Linked DNA regions of Mus musculus: region 1 is linked to region 2. Evidence: chromatin contacts called from public Hi-C data. All regions are on one chromosome and are shown on one strand. Each heading gives the region's core, a stretch centred on a gene start, on an enhancer-like site or on the middle of the called end of the contact. The rest is flanking DNA. Distances are from core to core; before and after follow the strand shown. Region 1 has its middle 7.3 kb from the start of Gm15418. Region 2 overlaps Myo16 (myosin XVI).

The links. A called contact is a pair of places that touch in the nucleus more often than the background predicts.
Region 1: a Hi-C map of bone marrow-derived macrophages shows a contact between it and region 2, with 18 read pairs. The contact joins two enhancer-like sites. A contact is called at or near these places in 9 of 39 promoter capture datasets (the C10 cell line, the HPC-7 cell line, cranial neural crest and 6 more), 20 of 484 Hi-C or Micro-C datasets (B cells, CD4 T cells, the N1E-115 cell line and 12 more) and 15 of 115 datasets of contacts at active chromatin or transcription factors (bone marrow-derived macrophages, cardiomyocytes, craniofacial prominence and 11 more).

The regions. Positions count from the first base shown.
Region 1 is chr8:11,176,802-11,183,988 of GRCm38.p6, reverse strand. No RefSeq gene overlaps it. Among named protein-coding and RNA genes, the nearest start is that of Gm15418, 7.3 kb to the left of the region's middle. Within about 2 kb of position 3,433, at least 25 of the 459 cell types and tissues checked have an H3K27ac peak or open chromatin away from gene starts, as enhancers often do. A contact at or near this core is called in bone marrow-derived macrophages, where this site is marked.
Region 2 is chr8:10,591,355-10,598,132 of GRCm38.p6, reverse strand. It overlaps Myo16 (myosin XVI), which reads right to left. Exons shown (of 35, transcript NM_001319151.1): 33 at 3,192-3,350. Among named protein-coding and RNA genes, the nearest start is that of Gm32330, 79 kb to the left of the region's middle. Within about 2 kb of position 1,587, at least 4 of the 459 cell types and tissues checked have an H3K27ac peak or open chromatin away from gene starts, as enhancers often do. A contact at or near this core is called in bone marrow-derived macrophages, where this site is marked.

The DNA of each region.
Region 1 (7,187 bases), core at 2,184-4,683, 580 kb before region 2:
GGACCAAGTGTGACAGGTGAGGCTTTGGGCTGTGGTGCCCTCTGTCAACTCTAGTAACAGCTGTGGCTTCCAGAAGAATCCAATGACCCCGCGCTTCTCCGGCTGGTCTAACTGCTCACCTCTTGACATTGCCAGCGAGCTGGTTATAAATAGAAGCTGGACACGCTGCTTGTGTCCTGTTGCTAGGTGATCCCGATGGTTCCTGTGACATCATGTCCCTGGGAAGCCAACCTTCATCGCTGTCAAAATAGCTCCATAAATAGGCCAGTGGGCAGGAGTGGTGTTCCAGTAAATTCTGCAGTCTGCCCCTGCCTTATCAGGTAGTGTTCAGGAGCTGTTGGTGACACAGTTCGAACGTTGTCAGCCAGCAACTGTCCAGCCAAGTGACTGCTTGACCTAGAAACAGGGAGTCTGGCTTGCAGCTCACCGTTTGTGGTGAAAGACACCTATGCTTTGTGTTCCCCAGTTGCTTTTCATGCTTTGCACCAAGGGAAATCTGTCTTCGTGACTGGAACGTCTGACCCTGCTAAGCCCTTCCCAGGGTGTTCACATAGCAGTGTAGGAACAAACACGGATCCTGTGTGTTTGCTTTTAGTGATTCTTCACAGATCCTCTGTCCCACCTGTATGTTCCTCCATCCTTAGCACACGGCACAGAACTGAAAGATGAATTTTATTAAGAAGCCAAAAATCAAACCATTTTAAACAACCAGGCTTTTTGTCATACTGAGTCTCATGTCCAAGGTCAGAGCCATCTTTGCCACACTTTCAAACTACAGGTACCACTTTGGCTGGCGATGCCTGCAGCTGGTGAAGCCCTGGGTCCTAGACTGAGCTCCATATAAACCTGGCATGGTGACATATGACTGTCAACCCAGAATCTAGGAGGGTGAGGCTGTAAGAGCGAGGTCAGCCTTGGCTTTATGACACCCCTATGGTGGGGTGACTCTGGCTAGCTTTTCCTCTAATCTCTCCTCTCCACAGGTAGTGGGAAAATAAAGCAAACCCCACTATGTGAAACACTGGAAATAGCAGCTATGTGTGGCCGGCCGGCCCTCTCTGGTCCCGAGTATACAGTCGCAGAGCTAAGGTGTGCCGACATTGTTGTGGCTTAGAGTCACCATTTGAACTCACATGTCTGTTCTCTCCGGGGTGAAACGGTCCACCAACCCCTGCAGGGCAGGCTCCAGGGCTGGGCTGGCTGCTCAGCTGGAACAACAGAATGCCCCGTCATTGTGTGAGTGTGGAAGGAGCTGCATGCCGTGAGTGGAGGTTTTCTGGGCATGGAGTTTAATATCTGTGTCCAGAGTACCGCCAGAATCTGGGAAAGTGCTGCCCAGGTGACTCTGTGTGCCCATGGTTCTCACATGCGGTGAGCGTCTGTGTGCAGAATGCATGCATGTACATCATGTGCCTTTAGTGATTCTTTGAACATCCTTCCACCTCCACACGTCTTACCTGTCCCATTGATAGGTTTGGGGAGACCAGCCATAGATGTGCTCAAGTCACCTGTGGTTAGAGTCCATTATTCTGCAAAACAGCAGTGTCACACAGCAGTGGTGCACAGAGGTGTGAATGTCCTGCCAAGAGACCAATGAGGTAGGATGCAGAAGTGGCCCTTTTTCCTCACGTAGTCACCCTGCTGACGTCACCTAATGTGCTGCCGTAAGAAAATGTGTGAGGGCTTCTGTTCTCTGCTTCATTGGAGGCTAGAAATTTCCATGGAATGTCACTCACGTGCCTGTGTACATTTCCCATGACCCTGGTGTGAACTGGGCTCTCCTGCAGTCAGGAGTCTGAGAACAAAGCCACTGCAGCAGGTCCCCTGAGGGGTGGGTAGAGCCTTCCTGGCTCCTTCCAACTTCTCCAGCCCTGGCCTCTCTGGGCTCGTAGAGGCTCTACTCTCTCATCTTGGCTACCACCTCCGTACTGGAGTCTCCGTGTCTCTGTCCCAACAGAATGGTTTCCCTTCTCTCTTGACAGACCTGTGGACCAAGGTTCCTCGAGTGCCACTTCAGCATGGCCTCGCCTTATTCACTTCTGAATGGAGCTTATTTCCAAACAGGCACAAGGTCTGAGTTTCGGGGCTTTGACTTATCTAATCTTTTGGGTCACTCCATTCAATCACCACAGGACACTGCTTAGCCAGAAGCTCCACCCAAGGTGTCTTTCCCATAAGATTTCTGGTCATAGTTCATGTTAGGCCAGGTTTATTTTACCAAGAGGGTTATTACAGTGTCAGTGCTTTGGTCCAAAGACACAGGCACGGTTGCTTTTACTGTTAGGAAGTGCGATTTCAAATGTCCCTGAGCTGATTTTTGTCTGGCAGGAAATGCACCTGACTGGTGGTGTGTTTCTTTGTTGATGGTTTCTTTTCTGGAGGAAGGTGGTTAGAAAACCACAGTGGGCTTTGAGACATCTTGGGGTTGAGCACGACATAAGCCTAGGTTATAATTAGACTATCCTCTGCCATAGATTTCCTAAAAATGGCCTCCCAGCTCCTTAGAATGCGCAGCCTCTTAAATAATGGTCCTATTTGTTATTCATAATGGGACAGCCCGGCAATTGCCTTTTATTTAAGCGAAAGGTCAAGAGGTTTTGATTTAAACAGGGGTTGAATCAAAGGTGGCACATCTATATGAAAGATGGAAGGCAGGCATGTGGGCCCTGACTGCACGCTGTGACTGCTGCATTGTCTGTGGAAACTGAGGGGGGGGGGGGACAGTCCAGCCCACACTTTACATGCATGTTCATTGTTGCAGAAAGTCAGTCTATGTCTTGGCAAGTTCATTTCCTTACAAGAGGCCGTGTCTTCCGGCAAGAATGGGTCAGGTGTCAGGGGAGAGAGGGCTCCCATCCTAATGTCTGCTGGTAGGGAGAACAGAACACTGGAAGCCATGGTACTTTGCAGCTGAGACACACTGGTCTGATTATCTAGAAGGAATTGGTGGCTATTCATCCTCTGAAAGGCAGCCATTTAGCCTTCTTGTTGTAACGACCTTGAGGAGTCGCCATCTCACAGAATGGCCCCTTCTCACAGTGTAGGGGATTGCATGCTCACACCACTCTCCGTGGGAGCTGGACCGGATTCCACTGCACTTAGCTTCAGTAAGCAGCTTGGATTTCTTCTGACTGTACTTCGTAAGGCTATGAGTGACTCGGACCTCCATGTTGGTAAGGGAAGGGAGGTCTCACTCAGGTCTAGCTGTCAGGTGCCTGCTGCATCTCACCTCATTTAATTCCTACAAGCATGAAAAGTGACCATGTCCACTAAGGTGCTTCTGCTGAGAGGTGAAGCGATGTCCCTGGGTGCTCAGGATGAGACACTGTGCTTTGTCAGTGGCCACGGGAGCATTTCCGAGACTGGGACTCTCCTGTTGTGCTTGCTGGCCTCTGCTCATCTTCTCTTCCTCACTCTGAGATAAGCAGGGCTGGACTTCCTCTCTGTTACTTTGTTACTGGGCAGGAACTCGTTTAAAAAACTTCCTGCACCGGCCCATCTCCCAGCTCAGGGTCTCCACCATTGGTTCCAAGCTGATTCTGTACATCCCAGCTCCTGGAGGATGTTGGGAGCTGTCTGTGTTCTGACTGATGGACCAAGATTCAGAAAGACAGACTCTGGCCCTGACGAATCCACCCACAGTTTTAGGGCTACCAAGACTGATCAGATAACTGCATTCCTTGGAGCGATACCTATGAATATGTTGCGGTCTTCTTGCAAGACAAAAGGGTGTCCTGTTAGGTTTCTGTTGTCATATGGCTCTCTGGATGGACACAGTGTTCTGGGGAAGACTGTATCTGGGCGGGGAGTCCTGGAAAATTAGGTTCCCTCCAAGAGAGAGGCTGAAGAGCTGTCCAGCTACAGGAAATGCTACTTCCTGTGTGCAGTGCCTCTTGTTCCCTGGGTGGTAGTGTGGTTGGCGGTGGGAGCTTATCTGGAAAAATGGGAAATGAAAGCCAGACTGTTGGTCTAGCTTTGACCTCTGCATGTGAACAGGAGTCCCAGCCATGACTGGCCTGAGCATGTCACTCATTGCCAGCCTAAAAGGCCTTGCTGGTGTTAACTGGAGAGCAGAAAGAAAGAAAACCAAATATTAGCGCTCCCATATAACTTTTGTTGTGATGTATCTTAGTCAGAGTTTCTATTACTGCATAAAACATCATGGCCAAGAAGCAAGTTGGGGAGGAAAGGGTTTATTCAGTTTACACTTCCATGTTGCTGTTCATCACCAAGGAAGTCAGGACTGGAACTCACACAGGCCAGGAACCTGGAGGCACGAATGGAGGCAGAAGCCATGGAGGAATGCTGCTTATTGGCTTGCTTCCCCTGGCTTGCTCAGCTTGCTTTCTTATAGAACCCAAGACTACCAGCCCAGGGGTTGAACCTCCCACAATGGGCCCTCTCCCCCTTGATCACTAATTTAGAAAATGCCTTACAGCTGGATCTCATGGAGGCTCCTTTCTCTGTGATAGGAACAGCTCGTGTGAAATTGACACACATGATGTCTGTGCTAAGTAGTCAAAGTGACTAAGCAGAAGAAGTCAGCGAAGACTTGGGGCTGACTGTGATTCTGGCTGAGGTAGTAGCTGCCATCTTTGTTTGCAGGGACATGGTAAATCATTTTTATTGAAGGATTTCTTTGGATCATGAGGACTGTTCTAGATCATGGTTAGATCCGAGAGAGAGAGACTATGATCATGTATCCGTCGATGACCCCAAACTTTTGCTTGTAGGTTCAAGAACAAGGCTTGTCCAGCTTACATGGGACCTGGGCACACATCTGGAGAAGACAGCTGTCTTTATACTTCCTAGGTTTGTAAAGTTGGATAGTGGGGCACTGTGAAGATACGCACAGTGATAGCATGGGTGGCCAACACTGCAGTCTTTAGTGTGAAGGAAACTCAGTTTTATCCTCCCATCACTGTTGTAGTGAGGGGACTCTAGCAGGTTAATTATGGCTACAGTAGCCAGGGATGTTCTGGTTTTATTCTGATGAAACACAAGCATGCATAGTCATGTCTTCGTGTGTGTGTGTGTGTGTGTGTGTGTGGTCCTCCCATTGCAGAGAGCTGAGGATCTGGTATGCTGCTTCAAGAGTTTACATCCTCTCTGGCTGCATGTACACAGAACCCACCAAGCCCCGATATCCAGGAACTTAGGGGCACTAAGTATCTCCTTTCACCTTTCTTGCTCCTTTGACCTTTGTCAGAAAAGCAGAGGCCTCATGTCCCACAGGTCATTGGAGAATGTTTTGTGGAGAAGAACAAAGTAAAGACCAGCTAACCCAGCCTTTGAGCTTAGGCTCCTGCAACTTCCACTTTAAAACGTAAAGTGTTTAAGGCGTTTCTAAAACTCAGCGGTGAGCTCACAGGACTGAGCCCAGGGGTTAACTGAGGAATGTGCATCTGTGTGTGATAGAATCCAGAGATGAATTGACCTTGGCCAACAGGAATGTCACGACCATAAGCTATGGAAAGCTGCAGGTGCCAAGTCCAAACCACACAGGGCTCTCTTTAATGTCAAGTCACCTACCTAACATCCTCATGAAGTGCTGATCAACTCCTTGGAATGTGCCCCTTAGGTAAGCTGACCTCTAGCTCCCACCAGTCCTGAAGCTAATGCCACCAAGGGCTCCTGAAGCCGACAAAAGATACGTTTCCAGTCCACTGCCACACACCTAACTGATGCTCCGACCAATGTAAATGGACAATGTATTGACATGACATTTTCCCTTGTGGCTCTAAAAGTTCTTTATCACTTTTTCTATGGTGGATCTGTCATTCAGGGTAACCTGAATTTGTGTTCTGAGGGCATAGTCACTCATATTTGGCTCGCAGTAAACAGTTCTTTATTTCCCTAAAAGCAGAGTTGCTGTCTTATGATGATGGGGCCCATAAGTAGCTCCTTGCTTAGCTGCAGGTCTCAGAGCATTTTATGAATTGCTTTTGAGTTTCTCGGGCAACACAATCTTTCAAGATCCAGACAGCTCCAGCGGAAGACTATTTGTTCGACCATTCTACCATGTCTGGGTGTGTCCAGGTGTATCTATACCATGCCTTCCTTGGTTTAGCCTGTGGGGGCCAGGTGATTTGATTTGGTTAGTTACATATCAGTTGTCTCACCAACTTTTATGGGAGGCAATTGAGATCTTTATTTCGCCAATTGCTTGAGAGGAGGCACGAGGACAGACACTTCATTCCTTGTCTGTGTTCCTTCAAATCAGCATTGCAGAACAGTGAAACACAGCTCAGTAACTCAGTCCAACTGACAACACTTCCAGGCTACGCTTTGTCATGTGTTCTGCTGTGCCCTCCAAAGAGACATGTTCCTGAATCTCCCACCTATGAATGTACCTTCAATGGTTACTCCTATCAACTGGACACAACTAGGATCACCTGGAGAGGGAGACTTGATGAGAGACATTTTAGATCTGATTAGCCTGTGGACATGCCTATGAGGGATTGTCTTGATTGTTAACTGCTGTGGGAAGACTCAGAACACTATGGGTGACATCATTCTCTACTCAGAAAGTCCTAGACTGTGTGGACAGTGAACACATCAGACAGACATGTATTTATTTCTTCTGACCTTGACCATGAATCTGACTAATTCTCTCACATTCCTGTTATCTAAACTTCTGTACAAAGAAAGGTATGGACTGTAGCCTGGAACTCTAAACTAAATCCCCCCAACTTTATTTATTTTTTGCATTGCTTGCCTTTTTTCAGAGTATTTTTTATCACAGCAACAAAAAATGAAACAGGACAGTGACCTTCTCTGGTCATTGCAGATAGAGTTATACAGAGCTCATGACAGAACAGGGTGGGCTCTGAACCCAACAGTATTGATGTCTATGGGAAGAGACCTCATGTGGAGCCAGCCGTGCACGGAAAACTGTGAAGATGGAGTGTCCTCCCGAGAATCATATCCTGCAAGCCAGAGGGCCCAGGCAGAGGGGTCTGCAGCAATGAGAAACCAGATGAGGTAAGAGAGGTCCCACCTTCCCCAGACTGGGTACGTACATTTCTGTTGATGCTTCCAGTCCCAGACAGTAAAGAGTAGATTTCTGGAGGGAATCCCGACTTGTGCTGTGTTGCCACAGCAACCTTAGGATGTTAACAGGCCGTTTAGTGTGCCCAATCCTCTGCCTGGCTGACTCTTATCTCAACCCAGACTCAGCTTCACTC
Region 2 (6,778 bases), core at 338-2,837:
GCTTTCTTTAGAATGGACATTGACTATACCCTGGGCATGGGCATGATAAATCCGCAACAAAATTGATCCCCCGGGGCTGGAGAGATGGCTCAGTGGCTTAAAACACTTGCTGCTCTTCCAGAGGACCCTAGCTGAGTTCCCAGGTTCCACACTGAGAGGCTCACAGCTTGTGAATAGGTAGTGTTGACCAAACACTAACTTTGGGGTTAGGCCCATCTACTAGGTTCCCTGTAAAAGTCCTGGCATAGTCTTGCATCACGCTTTTTAATAGGAGAAAATTGGAAGGTGAAAGGTTAAGGACCTTTGTCCTATGTTTGGATATTATTGCATCGGGTTTGGAGTTTGAACCCGGGCAGTATGACACTATGCTAAAGGGTGTGGTGTTCCAGAATATCTGATGTCATCTTCTGGCCTCCCTGGGTACTTTCACACATGTGGTATCCCCATCCCCCAACCCCACTTACAAGATAAAACAAAATAAAATCGAATAAAATCTTGTTCTTCTCTCGAGGTTCTGTGGTAATAAGCAAGCCACAGGCTACATGTGTGGAAATGGCTCTGTAACACTGAGGACTGGATTTTTCTGGCTCTCTACCTAGCAATTAGTGGTTCATTTGCAAGTAGTAGTGTTTCTTCAATGGGCACATGCTTATTGAGACTCTAACACACAGGTCCTGGAACTGCATTGATATGAGAAAATACCATGGGCCAGGAAGTCATGGTGCTTGTAAAAATTCATCAGCTTCCACCAGTCAATCTGCCTTGAGAGATTTGAGTCACCTTGATTGAATCTACCTACGACCATTTCCTAAGTTGTAACTTTTATGTTTTGATGATTTTTTAAAAACAAAACAGATGAAATATTTGGTTAAAGAGTTACCTTGCTTCCTCCTTCTCTAATGTATTTGTTGTTTGATCTGCAGGACTGTGACTACTCAAAGTCAAGCACATGGGGCGCTCCCTGGAAGCCCAAGTCCTCCCCAAGACAGCTCTGCTTCTGGTGAGGGACTCAGCCTTCTCTCTCCTGGGATCTCCTTACTGGGATGTTTTAGAAGACCCTTAGCAGATCCAAAATAATCCCCGTTTGTTGTATTAACTCTCAAAATTGGGAGAAGGGAGAGTAACTCCTCACATGACAATAGATAATGAGACATCTGCTCACTAGTTTGGAGAGTGCTAAATTTATTTTAAGCTTTATGGATTATGAATTAAGTGTACAGAGCATCTGTTCTCAGTGCTTGTATTGACACTGCTCATGTCTGGGTTATACAGGAAGAGTTTGCTGGGCTCTATAACAAACCAAGTTGGGCCGATGCCTGGATGCTTTCACAAGGGCTGGGAAACTAGCACACGTTTCTATGGTTAATCACCACCTCTTTCTCCAGAACCCCACCACCTTTCCCACTGAGCTGGGTGCATGCCCCCATCATTTCCTCCAATCCCATGTGGTTTTCTGTAGAGACTACCTGCCTATTGCCCACCTAAACAACTCTCTGGTCAAATTCAACATCACCCTGTATGGGCTTTGCTGTGATGTGTGTTCCATTTTCTGTTGGGCAGTCAAGTTCCCATTCAGATGGAATTTCTGCTTTTATTCACTTCCTCTAAGGCACGTGTCTCTCTGCGCTGACCTTTTAAGCTCTTATGAGTAAACTGTGACTGCCAATTCAGTTCTGTCTCTGATTTTTCCATCTGAGTTTTGTGCTCATAGGTCTTATAAGTCTTCATTGTGTGCTGTGTCTTTTGGTTTGTGATCATATTAACCGGCCTAGTCTTTTATTGTCCTTTGGAACAGATTTACATAGGTTTTCCCCAGGAGCCTAAGGATGTTATGGCCTCAGCCCAACTTGGAGATTCAGAGGAGCCTTAGCTAACCCATGGTCCTGGTTCTAGTACAACTGATTCTGTGATGGCTACATCTCAGTTCCACCCCCCTCAGTGGCCTTAGTGAATCCTGGACTTAGTCTGCTATCAGAGAATTAGGCTTTTCCAGTGTTCCCAAGGTCCCCAGGAGGAGAGCCTAAGATTTAGGCTGCCTTGCTGGGCTAGTGTGGCTGTCATGGTTGCTTTTGACATCAGCGTGAATGGATGTAGCATCACTTAGGATGGTGATTCTATTAAGGCTTAAGAGAGGAAGGATGACATACCCTGAATGTGGGTGACACTCTGTTCTGGAGCTAAATAAGAAGGAAAAATTATTAAGCCAGCCAAGGACCAGCAGACATCTCTCCCTCTCATCCTGGCTGCTGTAACAATGGAACCAGCCACCTCACCTCCCACTACCAATGGCTTCCATGGCATGGTGGGCTGTATCTTCTCCAACCGTAAGCTGCCATAAAGTCTTCTCTCCTTAGTCAGGCTTTCATGGAAGCAAAGGAAACAATAAAGAGAATTGTGGCCTCTGGTCCCTAACTCAGCCTTTGACTATTAGCTCTCTGGCCACCTTTTTCAGAGTAAGCAGAGATGCCTCATAGGGCTCTTCTGGGCACCCTCAGGAAAGAAGAGCTGGATTTTCCCATCAGTCACTACTAAATCCATATCAGGGAAAACATCTGTTTGCATAGACCCGGATGTAGCAGCCCAGCTGGTTTCTAAGTGATAGTCACCTGATAACCTAAAGCCAGTCTGCCCTCTGAAGGCCCTCAGTATGACGTCCTCTCACATTCTTAGCTGTGTGAAAACATTTAATTCTACAACGTTGGTTGGACATTCATGTTCTCCCCAGCACAAGAAGCACCTTCTGCTGCTTCCTGCAGAGCGGCATCCCACCAAACCTCCGAAAGGTCATCATACTGAGAGTGAGTTACTCTCTTCTGCCTGAGCGGTAGGATGCTGACAGTGATGCCCAAGGCAGAGCTTTGCAGCTTACATTCTATCTCCAGCTATTAAACTTACTTTTTTTTTTACATTTTAGAGAGTTATTTACTTATTTTCTGTATATGAGCACCCTGTAGCTGTCCTCAGACATACCAGAAGAAGGCATCTGATCCCATTAGAGATGGTTGTAAGCCACCATGTAGTTGCTGGGAATTTAATTCAGGACCTCTGAAAGAGCAGTCAGTGCTCTTAACGACTGAGCCATCTCTCCGGCCCAAGCCTACTTCATTTTTAACTGTTAAATATACTCTTCCTCCAAAGTACATGTGGCTTAAAACTTTGGCCTGCTGGCTCTTGCATTTAGAGAGGCTCACCATTGGTGACAGGATTTCCATTTTCAGCCGTCACATCGCTAGACAGGGAACTGGAGAGTTGAGTCCCATGGTTGTTGGCGTTTCTGTCTTGAGTCTCTGAAGCCATTTCTGATGAACTGGGTTCATCCCGGCTACTCAGGTTCATGTTAGTTTCAAAACCTAAAATAAATTTTAGAAAGTTTATTCTTATCTGATAAGATGTACTTCAAATCTGAGTAAAACACTGGAAGAGACTAATTAAACATTAATCATGCTTAAAACAAATGCCCCAAAATCCTTAGTGAAATCTGTAGCCTAGGTAGCAGTCAACAGAAGTTGTCATGGTACCCTTAAATACAAGCCTGGGAAAGCAACTTGTAATTTGCTATTTCTAAATAACCTAGTCCAAGTTTCTGGTTTGTATCCAAGAGTTGGTTATAATGTTTCCCATGCTGAACAGGTAATGAATTTTTTTTTTGTGCCCAATCTATTTACATTTGGTGTAACAAGCTTATAGCTCTGAAAAAAAATGCATGTTGAACAAGACTGCAAAACCTGTATTGTCTGTTACAATTATAGAAACTAAACTTCAAACGCACTAAGATACATTTTCTACACTACAAAGAGAATTCTTAGGGGGGCACCGTAATGTTTCTCACCAAGGGGCCTGAGATGTATGAAAACAGAAGCCATTGTTCAGTCCTAAGGGGGAAAGGGGCGCTTTGAAAGCTGTGTAGAGTCAATCAAGCGAGATTTGACAAGCACAAGAGCATAGGACGGTGTGGCTCTTCACAGACTCCTGTGTCTGCTGCCAGTGTGGCTCCGTATTGCATTTCTCCACATCACCTGACACCTGACTCAGTTTCCCTCTGATGCATGCAGGTGCACCCAGCATGAATTCTTGCTTTCCTAGGATCCCCAGTGCTCCTATAACCCTCAGGAAATGCTTCAATCTACCTCTGAGTGTGCTGTGAGTTTTTCTCTCTTGTCAGTGCTTAGCGAATCCTAACTGTCCTCGAAGTGGAGCCTTTCTAAGGTTTGATGCTAACACAGTATTAAATAAGGGATGATATCTTAGTCAGGGTTTCTATTCCTGCACAAACATCATGACCAAGAAGCAAGTTGAGGGGGAAAGGGTTTATTCAGCTTACACTTCCATACTGCTGTTCATCACCAAGGACGTCAGGACTGGAACTCAAGCAGGTCAGGAAGCAGGAGCTGACACAGAGGCCATGGAGGGATGTTCTTTACTGGCTTGCTCAGCCTGCTCTCTTAAGACTACCAGCCCAGAGATGGTCCCACCCACAACGGGCCTTTCCCCCTTGATCACTAATTGAGAAAATGCCTTACAGTTGGATCTCATGGAGGCATTTCCTCAACTGAAGCTTCTTTCTCTGTGGTAACTCCAGCTGTGTCAAGTTGACACAAAACTAGCCAGTTCAGATGATAAATATAATTTGCAATATTATACTTTGTTTATAGCAGAGTTGGGCACGGTCACCTTTGACCCCACTAACTCAGACCCCAAGAAACAGAGGTGCTAGCCTTGCTTTATAGGAAGTGAGTTTGGAGTCCTAGGGATACATAAACACATAACAGACCTCAAATACACATAGTCATTTGGGGTAGACATTTTTACTCCCCCAAACATGGCAAAATGACTTCATACTTCAAACCTTGACCGGTTAAGGCCACTTGGAGCAAAAAGAACACACAGCCAGAGGCATTATGCATATTGTAAACTAACTTCAAAACACCTTTCAAAGCCCCAGTAACAAAGCAGTGTGGACTAACACAGAAACAGATGCAGAGAACAAGGAGACAGAACAAGAGTCCAGAAATAAAGCGCACGCCCACCCATAGCCAGCTGAATGTCTGCATAATCACCAGGAATCCCACTATGAACAGGACGGCGACTCTGATGATGGTGCTGGCCAAGTTGGGGGCCACAGGCTCCCACTTCTCACCAGTTAAAAACCAACTTGTAATGATTTATTAAATTCTTCCCCGTGGTGCATGAGAGATGAAGGTATGAAATCACTAGAGGAGAAAGAGGAATGCTTTAGGACATTATCATGGGTGGGAGAGGGTACAATGAGACCACCAGAGCACAAGAAACACAGCCAAACAGTCAAATAGGATTATAGCAAACTGATAAGCCTGCACGTAGCAAAGGAGACAGCAAAGCAACCAGTGGTAGACTGGGAGAAAGTCGTTCACAAGCCATACATCTGAGGAAGAATTAAAACACAGAATATGCAAGGAACTCCCCCCCACCACGCCAAAAAAAATCAATTACAAAAGTAACTGGACTCAAAACAGACAGTAGACCTGGACACCTGTCAAGAGAGACACAGAATAAGAACAAACATGAACAAGAACATACATGAAAACATGCTGAGTACCACCAGTCACCACAGAAACAAATGAAACCAGTGCCAACTTCACTGAGAAGAATGAATGATGTAGGAAAGACAGAAGACGGGGACTCACGCGTGTGTGCACACACAGAACCCTTGCTTACTAGGATGTAAATTGGTATATCTATTACACATAGTATGGAACTCATGTGATCCAACAACCTCCCCATGGGTAAGTACCCACATATATAAATCAGCATGTCAAAGAGACACCCAAATGTACATATTCTCTGGGCTGTTGTTAGTAATACCACTCTATAGAATCAACCTAAGTATCTACCAACAGCTGTGTGGTTAAAGAAAATTAAGTATATATACATGAAGGAATGCTATCAGGCAATACAAAACATAAACTTTGGTCACTTGTGGCAATGTGGGTAGAACTGATTGTTAATGTACCAAGCCAGGGGCAGATTTCAGTCATTTGCAGAATCTAAAGATGTCAATCTTATAGGCGTTGAGAGGAGAGTGATGGTTACCTAGAGCCGAAGAGCATATGAGTTAAGAGAGAGAGGAGAGATTGGCCCGTGGGATAATAGTTTCAGTTAGGAAACAGTAGTTCTGATGTGTGGTCACTTAGCAGGGCAACTAGAGACAATGATAACGTAGTATGCATTTCAAAAAGCTACGAAAAAAGAATTTTTAGCCATAAATAAATATAACCCGTTTGAGGAGATGTGTGTAATCGGACTTTAAAATCTCAGGATGTGTTGTATCCTATCGAAGTATCACTTGGAACCCTATAAGTACCTGCATGTGCTTATCTCTATCAGATAAGACAAACAATTAAAAAGGATCACAGTTTCAAACACCAAGCAGAGGGACTTATCCCCAATGAGCCACAAGGGGAGGCCAACTCTGTGGTATTACAGACACAAGCACAAACACCACAGTGGTCTTTGTGGAGTCAGTCAGCATCCACAGGGACATTGACACAAGCCAGGCTGATTTTCTTGTGTGGGCTCCTTACAGTGGCCAGTGTTACAGCTAAGGAAACAGCTGCTCAGTTTGGCCAAGTCTTAGAACTCCTGTATGCCGACAAAACAGGTTCAGCTTCAGAGCTCTCTTAAGACAGGGCTATGTATCCATGCGCCTGTAGGTATGTCGTGCTATTGTTTTCATTCTTTTGTCCAGTTACTGTCTGCTTGCCTATGCTGTACCAGACCTTCTAGGTGCTAGAGATTGTAA